2 separate regions of the Sus scrofa genome follow, and region 2 is linked to region 1. The links are chromatin contacts, called in public HiChIP or PLAC-seq maps. All regions are on one chromosome and are shown on one strand. The core of a region is the stretch at or near the end of the contact, and the rest is flanking DNA. Distances in the headings are between cores, read along the strand shown. Region 1 has its middle 11 kb from the start of BAK1. Region 2 has its middle 13 kb from the start of HMGA1.

What was found. HiChIP or PLAC-seq counts read pairs in DNA pulled down with a chosen protein or histone mark.
Region 2: an H3K27ac HiChIP or PLAC-seq map of alveolar macrophages shows a contact between it and region 1. The contact joins two enhancer-like sites. A contact is called at or near these places in 1 of 47 Hi-C or Micro-C datasets (embryonic fibroblasts) and 1 of 2 datasets of contacts at active chromatin or transcription factors (alveolar macrophages).

What each region holds. Positions count from the first base shown.
Region 1 is chr7:29,801,716-29,806,688 of Sscrofa11.1, forward strand. No RefSeq gene overlaps it. Among named protein-coding and RNA genes, the nearest start is that of BAK1, 11 kb to the right of the region's middle. Within about 2 kb of position 3,081, at least 11 of the 83 cell types and tissues checked have an H3K27ac peak or open chromatin away from gene starts, as enhancers often do. A contact at or near this core is called in alveolar macrophages, where this site is marked.
Region 2 is chr7:30,305,417-30,310,389 of Sscrofa11.1, forward strand. No RefSeq gene overlaps it. Among named protein-coding and RNA genes, the nearest start is that of HMGA1, 13 kb to the right of the region's middle. Within about 2 kb of position 2,660, at least 62 of the 83 cell types and tissues checked have an H3K27ac peak or open chromatin away from gene starts, as enhancers often do. A contact at or near this core is called in alveolar macrophages, where this site is marked.

The DNA.
Region 1 (4,973 bases), core at 1,831-4,330:
CGCAGACGAGGCTCAGATCCTGAATAATCATTGGCAAAAGTAAAATCAACCAGGAGGAGAAAACTAACTCAAATGAGCCTATATTCTTTTCTGTTTTGTTTCAGGGCTGTGCCTGCAGCATATGGAAGTACCCAGGCCAGGGGTCAAATCAGAGCTGCAGCTGCCAGCCTACACCACAGGCACAGCCACACAACATCTGAGCCGCGTCTGCGATCTACACCACAACTCACGGTAATGCTGGGTCCTTAACCCACTGAGCGAGGCCAGGGCAAACCCAAAACCTCCTGGTTACTAGTCAGGTTCATTACTATTGAGCCACAACGGGAACTCCCTGAGCCTATATTCTTAACAAAGAACTCCCAAGCCTTTAGAATTACTTACTATCAGAGCTCCTGTTGTGGCATGGCAAAAATGAATCCGACTGGCGACCATGGGGTTGCGGATTCGATCCCTGGCCTGTCTCAGTGGGTTAGGGATCCGGTGTTGCCGTGAGCTATGGTGTAGGATCTGACATGGCTCAGATCTGGTGTTGCTGTGGCTATGGCATAGGCCGGCAGCTGAAGCTCAGATTGGACCCCTAGCCTGGGAACCTCCATATGCCACGAGTGCGGCCCTGAAAAAAAAAAAAATTACTCACTATCATCGGTACCAGCAGAAGGCAGGGCAGGTCAGTGGCACCAAAGACCTTTATGCACTCTGCTGTCTGGCTCTGGTTCTTTGGCCCCTGTAAACAAGGCCTCCCCTTTTTTCTCACAGCTTATGATCTCAGGTTTATAAATGGAAAATTATATTTGTGGGCAAGGAAAAGGGTCAGCATGTCAAGGAATCAAAGTACCAGGGCAGTTGTTCTGGCAAGCCCCGAGTTTCCCAGCCAGTCAGGCTAGCTGTCCTCTTTGTCCCCACCCCTTGGCCCCTTCCCACAGGCTCTAGTACTCATTTCCTTCCTCTTTTTTTTCTCCTGGGACTCGCTGAAACCTTTTCAGCTTTCTGCTTTGTTGCTGTCCACTCTCACTTTAAAAAGCTGCTCCAGAGTTCCTGTTGTGGTGCACTGGAAACTAATCCGACTAGGAACCATGAGGCGGCGGGTTCAATCTCTGGCCTCGCTCGGTGGGTTAAGGATCCGGCATTGCCATGAGCTGTGGTGTAGGCTACAGACGCAGCGTGGATCCCATGTGGCTGTGGCTGTGGTGTAGGCCAGCAGCTGTAGCTCCAATTCGACCTCTAGCCTGGGAACCTCCATATGCAGCGGATACGGCCCTGAAAAGCAAAAATAAAATAAAATAAAATAAAATAAAGAGCTGCTCAGGAGTTCCCATTTGGCACAACAGAAACGAATCCAACTAGGAACCATGAGGTTGCAGGTTTCATCCCTGGCCTTGCTCACTGGGTTAAGGATCCGGCGTTGCTGTGGCTGTGACCTAGGCGGGCAGCTGCAGCTCTGATTCAACCCCTAGCCTGGGAACCTTCATATGCTGCAGGTGTGCCCCCCCCAAATAAATCCATTGTATCTGTGATTTTCCTTTTTATTTTAAATTTTGTTTAATTTTTTTTTTTTTTTTTTTTTTTTTTTTTTTTTTTGTCTTTTTGCTATTTCTTTGGGCCGCTCCCGCGGCATATGGAGGTTCCCAGGCTAGGGGTCGAATCAGAGCTGTAGCCACTGGCCTGCGCCAGAGCCACAGCAACGCGGGATCCGAGCGGCGTCTGCAACCTACGCCACAGCTCACGGCAACACCGGATCGTTAACCCACTGAGCAAGGGCAGGGACCGAACCCGCAACCTCATGGTTCCCAGTCAGATTCGTTAACCACTGAGCCACGACGGGAACTCCAAATTTTGTTTAATTTTTTGGCTGCACACCCCGGCATGCAGAAGTTCCCCCGGCCAGGGATCTAACACAAGCAGCAGCTGTAACCAGAGCCAGAGCAGTGACAACGCCAGATCCTTAACCTGCTGAACCACCAGGGAATACCAAGGACTCCTTTTCTAACTACAAAGTATGAGGGGCTGGCAAATTCCAGCCCCCACCTTAATGTCCCCCGAAATTTAATCTAAGGAAATCATTTTGTTACAGGGTTATGGTGATAAAAGGAGCTAAAGACTCGTTTCAAATCTTTGGAGAAGCTGGCGAAATGTGCTTCCTCCGGGGTCAGAACATACTGAAGCCTGAAAGGCAGTGTGATCCCTGTGAAGGAATCTTTGTTGTGTGTCTTTTGGGATCACCTGAAAGACAGTGGGAGTGGGCAGCCACCCTAGAAACTCACCAGTCAGCCCCAGGCCTGGGACCCTGCTGACAGAACTACAGGCATGAGAAAGGCAATAATTCAGAAGGCTCAGAAACAGCCCACTTTTTTTTTTTTTTCTTTTTAGGGCGGAGCCTGCAGCATATGGAGGTTCCCAGGCTAGGGGTCGAATCAGAGCTACAGCTGCCGGCCTGCATCACAGCCACAGCAACGAAGGGTCCAAGCCATGTCTGTGACCTACACCACAGCTCATGGCAATGCCAGATGCTTAACCCACTGAGCAAGATCATAGATCAAATCTGCAAACTCATGGTTACTAGTCAGATTTTTTTCCACTGCGCCACACAACGGGAACTCCCCAGAAACATCCCCTTTTAACAGATAACGTCTACCAGTAGAAATATCTTTCCCCAGGGACCAGAAGCACTTCCAGGCTCCCTGTCAACAGAGGGGGATCAGGAACAGTATAGGTCCATTCAGCAGCCCTCTCACTAGAAGAGGACTCGCCGTACCAACAACGAACAGACACAGGCAAGTTACAAGGCTTCCAAGAGACATAAAAAATAAATAATGTAGGAAGGTCCCACGGTGGCAGTAACGAACCAGACGAGTATCCATGAGGATGTGAATTCCATCCTTGGCTTCACTTGGTGGGTTAAGGATCCAGCGTTGCTGTGAGCTGGCTCCTTAGGTCACAACTGTGGCTTGGATCTGATCACTGGCCCGGACTCTCCATATGCCACGGGGTGGCCAAAAACAAAAACGAAACTGGTAATCTAGTCCCCTGAACATGCAGAAGTTCAATTAACCAAACCAGAGGAATGAGGAAGGGGTTGTTGGAACCTCAGCTCTATAGCCGGTCTGTAAGAAGCATCTGGACTTGCAACAGGAGTTGGGGGTGGGGGGCGGTTCTTCAGTGACGGAAGTCAAGTGTCAGATCTGAGTTAACTTGTGGGACTCCCAGCTTTGCCAGGGAAGGGGAAAACAAGGTCAGTAAGAGAGGCAGCCGTGGCCCTGAGCTGGGTCTCATCCAGTGTCAGCGAGCCGGGCTAGGGGCAGCTTCCAGCTGGAGGCCCTTCCTGTCATCACCCTGCGTCCGTGTGGAGCTGGCATGAGAAAGCAGCCTTGTCAGTCAGGCAACACAGGCTGCTTGGCACCACAGTCTGGATTTGGGGTGCCAGCATGCCAGGAACCAGATGCCTCAGGCCTTGGGGATAGTACTGTGCCCCCAACTAGCCTGGAAGGGGGGCACAGAATAGCCCCCATTCCAGCAAGAAGCTGAACTTGGGTGTGGCTCCTGGCACTGAAAGAAGGGAGGAGGCCACTCCTAGCCAGCCCATTGTCCAGGCCAGTCAAGGTCATGTGAAGACAGTCTGGTCTGTTACACTATACATGACAGCCAGGGAGGGGGGACCACCCCACCTCCTTACCAGGAGAGCGTTTGGCTTTTAGCCTGCACTCAGCCCTTCTCACACACAGCCTGGTAGCAGTGTCACTCAGGAAATCTTTTTCAGGAGCTGTAGGGACCCCCCCGCCCCCATCCCACCCAACACAGGGCCTCCTGTGCACCATCCACACTCCAGAGGTGCTGGTCATGCCAGAGTCACCCTGCTGCAGGCCTCCTGAGAATTAAGCCAAATGTTCTCACTCCTGAGGAAACCTAACCATCTTTTGCTCTTAGTGGGGTCAGAGGTCCAGTCAGAAAGAGGTCAGGTCAAAATGAGAAGGCTGGTGAGCCCAGCTTCCATGCAGCCGATCATCACAAAATTCTGTGCCGTGAACTCTGCCCAGCAGGTTCCCTGCCTGATATGCTGAAGCAGAAAACTTTGAAGAATCGTGTTCTTAGCCAGGGCTGGGAAAACTTGAGCCACTGGGCACCAGCAATGATGCCAAGATTGCAAAGGAAGAGATAAGTGGAGCTGAGAGGTGCTTTCATTTCCTTGTGGTTCCACTTAAATGTTATTACCCCCCCCCACACACACACACAGGCACACTCTCACCCTCACAGGCAGCCTGGCCCTCCTGCATCCACGGCCAGATCCCACACCCCAGGGGCACGGAGATCCTGTTTTGTCTCTTCAGCTCTTGACTTTTCTCAGAAAAGTCCAGTTTGTGTCCATGTTATTCCATCGCTTGATCTTGGTCTGGAGAGTCTGCCCGTCTTTTGAATCATCCATACAATTTGCCAGCGATCTCCTTCCAGTAGGCCAGACCACTGCTCTTTGTTCCTATTACCTGCTGGGCCAAATCCCTCCTCTTCTCTTCTATATCCCAGCAGTCTGGTGTTCTGATGTTCACTTTTTTTTTTTTTTTTTTTTTTTGCCTTTTTCTTGAGCCGCTCCCGTGGCATATAGGAGGTTCCCAGGCTAGGGATTCTAATTGGAGCTGTAGCTGCCGGCCTATACCAGAGCCGCAGCAACGCGGGATCCACAGCTCATGGCAACGCCGGATCCTTAACCCACTGAGCAAGGCCAGGGACCGAACCCGCAACCTCATGGTTCCTAGTCAAATTCGTTAACCACTGCGCCACGACGGGAACTCCTGCTGTTTACCTTTTTTTTTTTTTTTTTTAACAGCTGCACCTGCGGGCATTTGGAAGTTTCTGGGCTAGGATAGAATCAGAGCTGCAGCTAAGACCTCTGCCACAGCCACAGAAACCCCAGATCCGAGCCACATCTGTGACCTACACTGCTGCTGGAGGCAACACTGGATCCTTAAACACTAAGAAAGGTC
Region 2 (4,973 bases), core at 1,410-3,909, 500 kb after region 1:
GGAGGTTCCCAGGCTAGGGGTCCAATCGGAGCTGTAGCCGCTGTCCATAGCCACAGCAACATCAGATCTGAGCCACATCTGCAACCTACACCACAGCTCAAGGCAACACCAGGTCCTTAACCCACTGAGCGAGGTCAGGGATTGAACCCTCAACCTCATGGTTCTTAGTAGGATTCGTTTCCGCTGCTCCACGAGGGGAACTCCCAATTATTTATTTATTTATTTTTCTTTGCTTTTTAGGGCCACACCTGTGGCATGTGGAGATTCCCAGGGGTCAAACCGGAGCTACAGCTGCTGGCCTACACCACAGCCATAGCACTTGGGATCCAAGCCGCATATGAGACCTACACCACAGCTCACAGCAACGCCAGATCCTTAACCCACTGACCAAGGCCAGGGATCGAACCTGCATCTTCATGGATGCTAGTCAGATTCGTTAACTGCTGAGCCATGATGGGAATTCCACTATTATTATTAATGACAGAATGAATTTCAGATTCTGGGACATAAATTTCTGACCTCTTTTCTAATTATGTCAGAGGCAAGATTCCTAGAAATGGGATTAGAAGGTCAAAGGGCTGAACCCTCCACAAGCACTACACACGGCTCAGCTGCTTTTCACAAAGGTCAGACCAACTCCATCCCCTCAGGTACATGTGAGTGTGCTCGGTGTACTGAAATGCTGTCAGCATTGGAACTCTCATATCACTTTAAAGCTCTTTGCCATTGGAGGAGAAAAGCAGTGTATCTCCCTTGCTTTTTTGAGGGGGGTATTTTTTAGGGCCACACCCATGGCACAAGGAGGTCCCCAGGCTAGGGGTTGAATTGGACCTACAGCTGCCAGCCTATACCAGAGCCACAGCAACGCAGGATTGGAGCCACGTCTATGACCTATACCACAGCTCATGGCAACGCTGGGTCCTTAACCCAGTGAGTGAGGCCAGGGATCAAACCTGTGTCCTCATGGATACTAGCCAGATTCATTTCCGCTGCTCCACAATGGGAACTCCCATCGTGCTGCTTCTTAAACTCGTGAGCTAAATGTTTCTCATCATCAAAAAAGAAAGAAAAGAAAAGAAGAGTTCCTGTCGTGGTGCAGTGGTTAATGAATCCGACTAGGAACAATGAGGTTGCGGGTTTGATCCCTGGCCTTGCTCAGTGGGCTAAGGATCCGGCGTTGCTGTGAGCTGTGGTGTAGACTGCAGACACGGCTTGGATCCCGAGTTGCTGTGGCTCAAGCGTAGGCTGGTGGCTACAGCTCCAGTTGGACCCCTAGCCTGGGAACCTCCATATGCCGCAGAAGCGGCCCTAGAAGAGGCAAAAAGACAAAAAAAAAAAAAAAAAAAAAAGGAAGAAAAGAAAAAATAAATGTTTCTCATCAAATGAAGCTAATAATCCCACACCTGTACCTGCTTCACAAATTCACTGTGATGATTTAAAGAGCGAACAGGCATCCGAGTGCTTTTTACGTTGTATATCACTCTGCTGAGAGTTACCATCTCCTACCTTCGGAAGGAAGGAGCAGGATAATGGTAGGAGCTCTGAATTACTGGGTGCCAGTGCTGAGCTGCTTGAGTGTCCGCCCCTGCAGTGCAGCAGTCCGGGCCCTGCCAGGATATGGGACTCAACTCAAGGGCTTCAAGGCGCTATAGAGGAGGGACTCTTTACAGGGGTTCTGGTGGGGTGAAGGGGCTCAGTGAAGGGTGGTGTGGCCCTGGGACCAGCAATGGCAGGTAGTTGTGACTCCCAAGGCTGAAAGGGCCAGGGGTAGAGGTGACACTCCTGGAGCTACAGCCAGACCAGGGGCCAAAAGAGGGTCAGGACAGAAGGAGAACCCCGGCTTCTCTCAGATCCCCTGCAAGCAGTCCTGCCCAGCAGAAAGCCACCCCGAGAGGGCCCAGGGCCAGGTGGGGAGGGGAGGGAGGAAGAGCAAGCTCGGGGAGACAAGATTATGCTGCACGACTGCAGACTCCCATTTGGCAGATCAGAAGTCCGAGGCCCAGAGACAGGGAGTAACGTGCTGGCTGTCACACAGCTGACAAGGTGGAGCTGGGAGAGAAGAACAAGGCTCCAAGGCTCGAGGCAGCGGTCCCCCGGCCCAGCCTCCCAGGAGAGGCCACCAGCCTGGGCGTCGGCGGGACCCAGGGGAGGCAGGACCCAAGCGCTCCGGCCTCCCCCGCCTCCTCCCTTATCACCTGTCCATCCTCCCACCTTCGGTCGGTTATCCTGGGCCTCCGGGAAGGCTTTTGGCTCGCTCTTTCCCGTCTCCGTGTCCTTCTCCGCGTTATGCACCTCTCCTCCCATCCTGTCTCCTCTCTCCCTCTTGCAGCCTCTGCGACAGCGGGCCCTGACTTTCATCCCTCCCGCCGGGGCTGTTTGTCGGCAACTCTTCTCCAGACTGTACCCCGTGCCCCTCGCCCCCGCCCCCCCGCCGCCAGAGCCTGTCTCCCGAGCTCTCTGCCCGTCCACCCCGTCCCCGCACGCCCCGCCCCTGTCGCCGCCAGTCCCTCCGCCCCTGCGGCAGGCGCGGTGGCAGGGCCGGGGGCGGGGAGCGCAGGGCTGGCGGGGCGCCCGGCCTGAGTCACACGCATGAGGCAGCGTGAGTCAGGCGCGGAGGGAAGTCCCTACGGAAGGGGCTTTCGGAGCCGCAGTCGAATCGCAGGGAAAGAGAAAGTGTTCCGAACGCTCCTTTGACACAGTGACCTTGTGTGAGCCCGAGCCGGACACACCCCCACACCCTCCCCGCAGACGACAACGCGCACACCGCCAGCCCACCGAGGCGCAGGACCCGCCCCGCGCGGCTCCCAGGTGTCGGCCCCGCGACTCCGGAGGGTGGGCAGCCGGCGGCCGGGCAGCCGGCCGCCAGCATCAGGGTCTCAGCGGCTCTTCCAGTCTGTCCCCTCCACAGGGTGGTCCCTCTCCTAGCTTCCAGCACAGCTCACCTGCAGCCAGACCCCCAGACCATTTGCCCACAGGTAGTGGGGGGCAGGGTGTGGAGAAGGACCCCTTGGGGGTGGACCCTCACCTTGCGGAGCCCTGGGGGTGCTAGAAGGAGACAGGCAACCTGGGGTCCTGTAGGGATGAGAGATCCCCTCCCTGGTATCCCTCAGACTGACCTGGAATCAGATGGGCTTCATTCAATTAAACAAATATTTATCGAACACGTATAATAGACAGCAGTGCCAGGCTCTGAAAACCTGAAATACAACCATGAACAAAACAGGACAGCGAGCAAAATATGTCAACTCCTGCCCTCCAAGAGCTGACATTCTGGGTGTGGGGTGGGGAGACAATAAATAATAAATAAGCAAATGATCTAGACCAGCCGCTGTCCAACAGAAACAGAATGGGAGGCACACATGCAATGCGAGCTATTAGGACGGTAAAAAGAAACACATGAAATTAATTTTAATAATAGATCTCATTTAAACCAATATACCCAAATATTATCATATATAGAATATTAGTATTTTGACATTTTAAAAAATGCTTAGGCTTGGAAAGCCAGTGAAGATGTTATAGTACTTCTAGCACATCTAAATTCAGACTCACTACAGTTCAAGTGCTCAGCTGCCACCTGTGCCAAGTGGCAACGTGGTGGGCAGCAGAGTCTAGGGGTTAGGGCTATAGAATTTTAAAAAGTAGAGCAGGGTAGTGGGTGGGGTGAGCCCAGTGGGGTGGGGCAGGATTCAGCAAAGTGAGACTGCAGATATTCTGAATCCTGGCTCTTCCCCTGGCCTTGGCAAGTCCCTGACCTCATAGATGAGCCCCAATTTCCTCATCTATGAAATGGGGACACGATTGCACCTGTGTAGATTGCAGTAAGTCATACTCATTAGCTGTTATTTTTGTTCCCACCCCCTCCAGCTGTCCGTAGCCATGGCCAGTGCCCGGCCTCCCAACCTCAGAATCACATCCCCTGTACTCCTAATACTTAATGGGCACCAAAGGCAGTCTAGCCCCCTACCCATCCCCTAGACCCTCCATCTTTTATCCATTTCTACCCCTTGCCACAGCAAGATACATTACATCTCTGAACCTCAATTTCACTTCCTGTGTGATGTGTACTTGAGCTCTTGAAAGAAAAGTATTATAGGGGAAACAAGCCATCAACTTAAGCTGGATCAGGCCAAAGCCGAGAGGGTGAGGCACCAAGGTAGCAGCCTCACCATCCTGGAAAGATGAATTCCTTCTTTAGAAACAAGGATTTCTGCCCTCAAAAGCCATCCTGTTCCCCCAAATTCCCCTCCCACTAAGAGCAAAACTGCCAGAAAAAAAGGGATGCATAGGAACTGTGGGCAGAGCCCAGGGAGCAGAGGTGGAGGAGAGAGACAGGAAGGGTTGGGGATCACCTTGACACCCCCCTCCAGGGCAGGAGATCCACAAGCCAAGGGGAGGATCAACAAGCAGCCAGTTCCCCAGGGCCTCTGGGGCTCCTGAGGCCTCAGCAAGGCTGGAAGGGGGGATGGGAGCAGGGCCCAGAAGTACCCAGACAAAGGAGGCAGCGGGGGTCTGGGCTACAGATGCAGACCCGCCCTCACTCCACCCCACTCCCAAAGCCTGGGAACTGGCAGGGCACCCTGGATGGTGACCCAGAAACCTGGCTGTCCGCAGCTCCTGCCTGGCACTGCCCACATGGAGCTCCACTGCTTCCGGCAGAAGTCCCTGGCGGCTGCCAGCAAAGCAAGCCTTTGGTTTTCTTTGCTCACAGGCTCACCCTCTACCCCTCAAGACCCACCCGAGATGCTCTAAGGCTGTCCAGATCCCAGCAGCAGGATTTCCCGCCATCAGGACCTCAGAGATAAGGCCGGGTGGGGAGAGGGGAGCAGGGAGGAGGGCCTAGGCCAGCGATCGCCCGTCGGAATGACAATGCCCCCCACCAGGGGCCACTCAGGTATTCGAGTCCCAGAGGGCCACCGACCCCCTAGTGGCTGGAAAGTGAGAAAGTAAGAAAACAAAGCAGCGGCCACTCC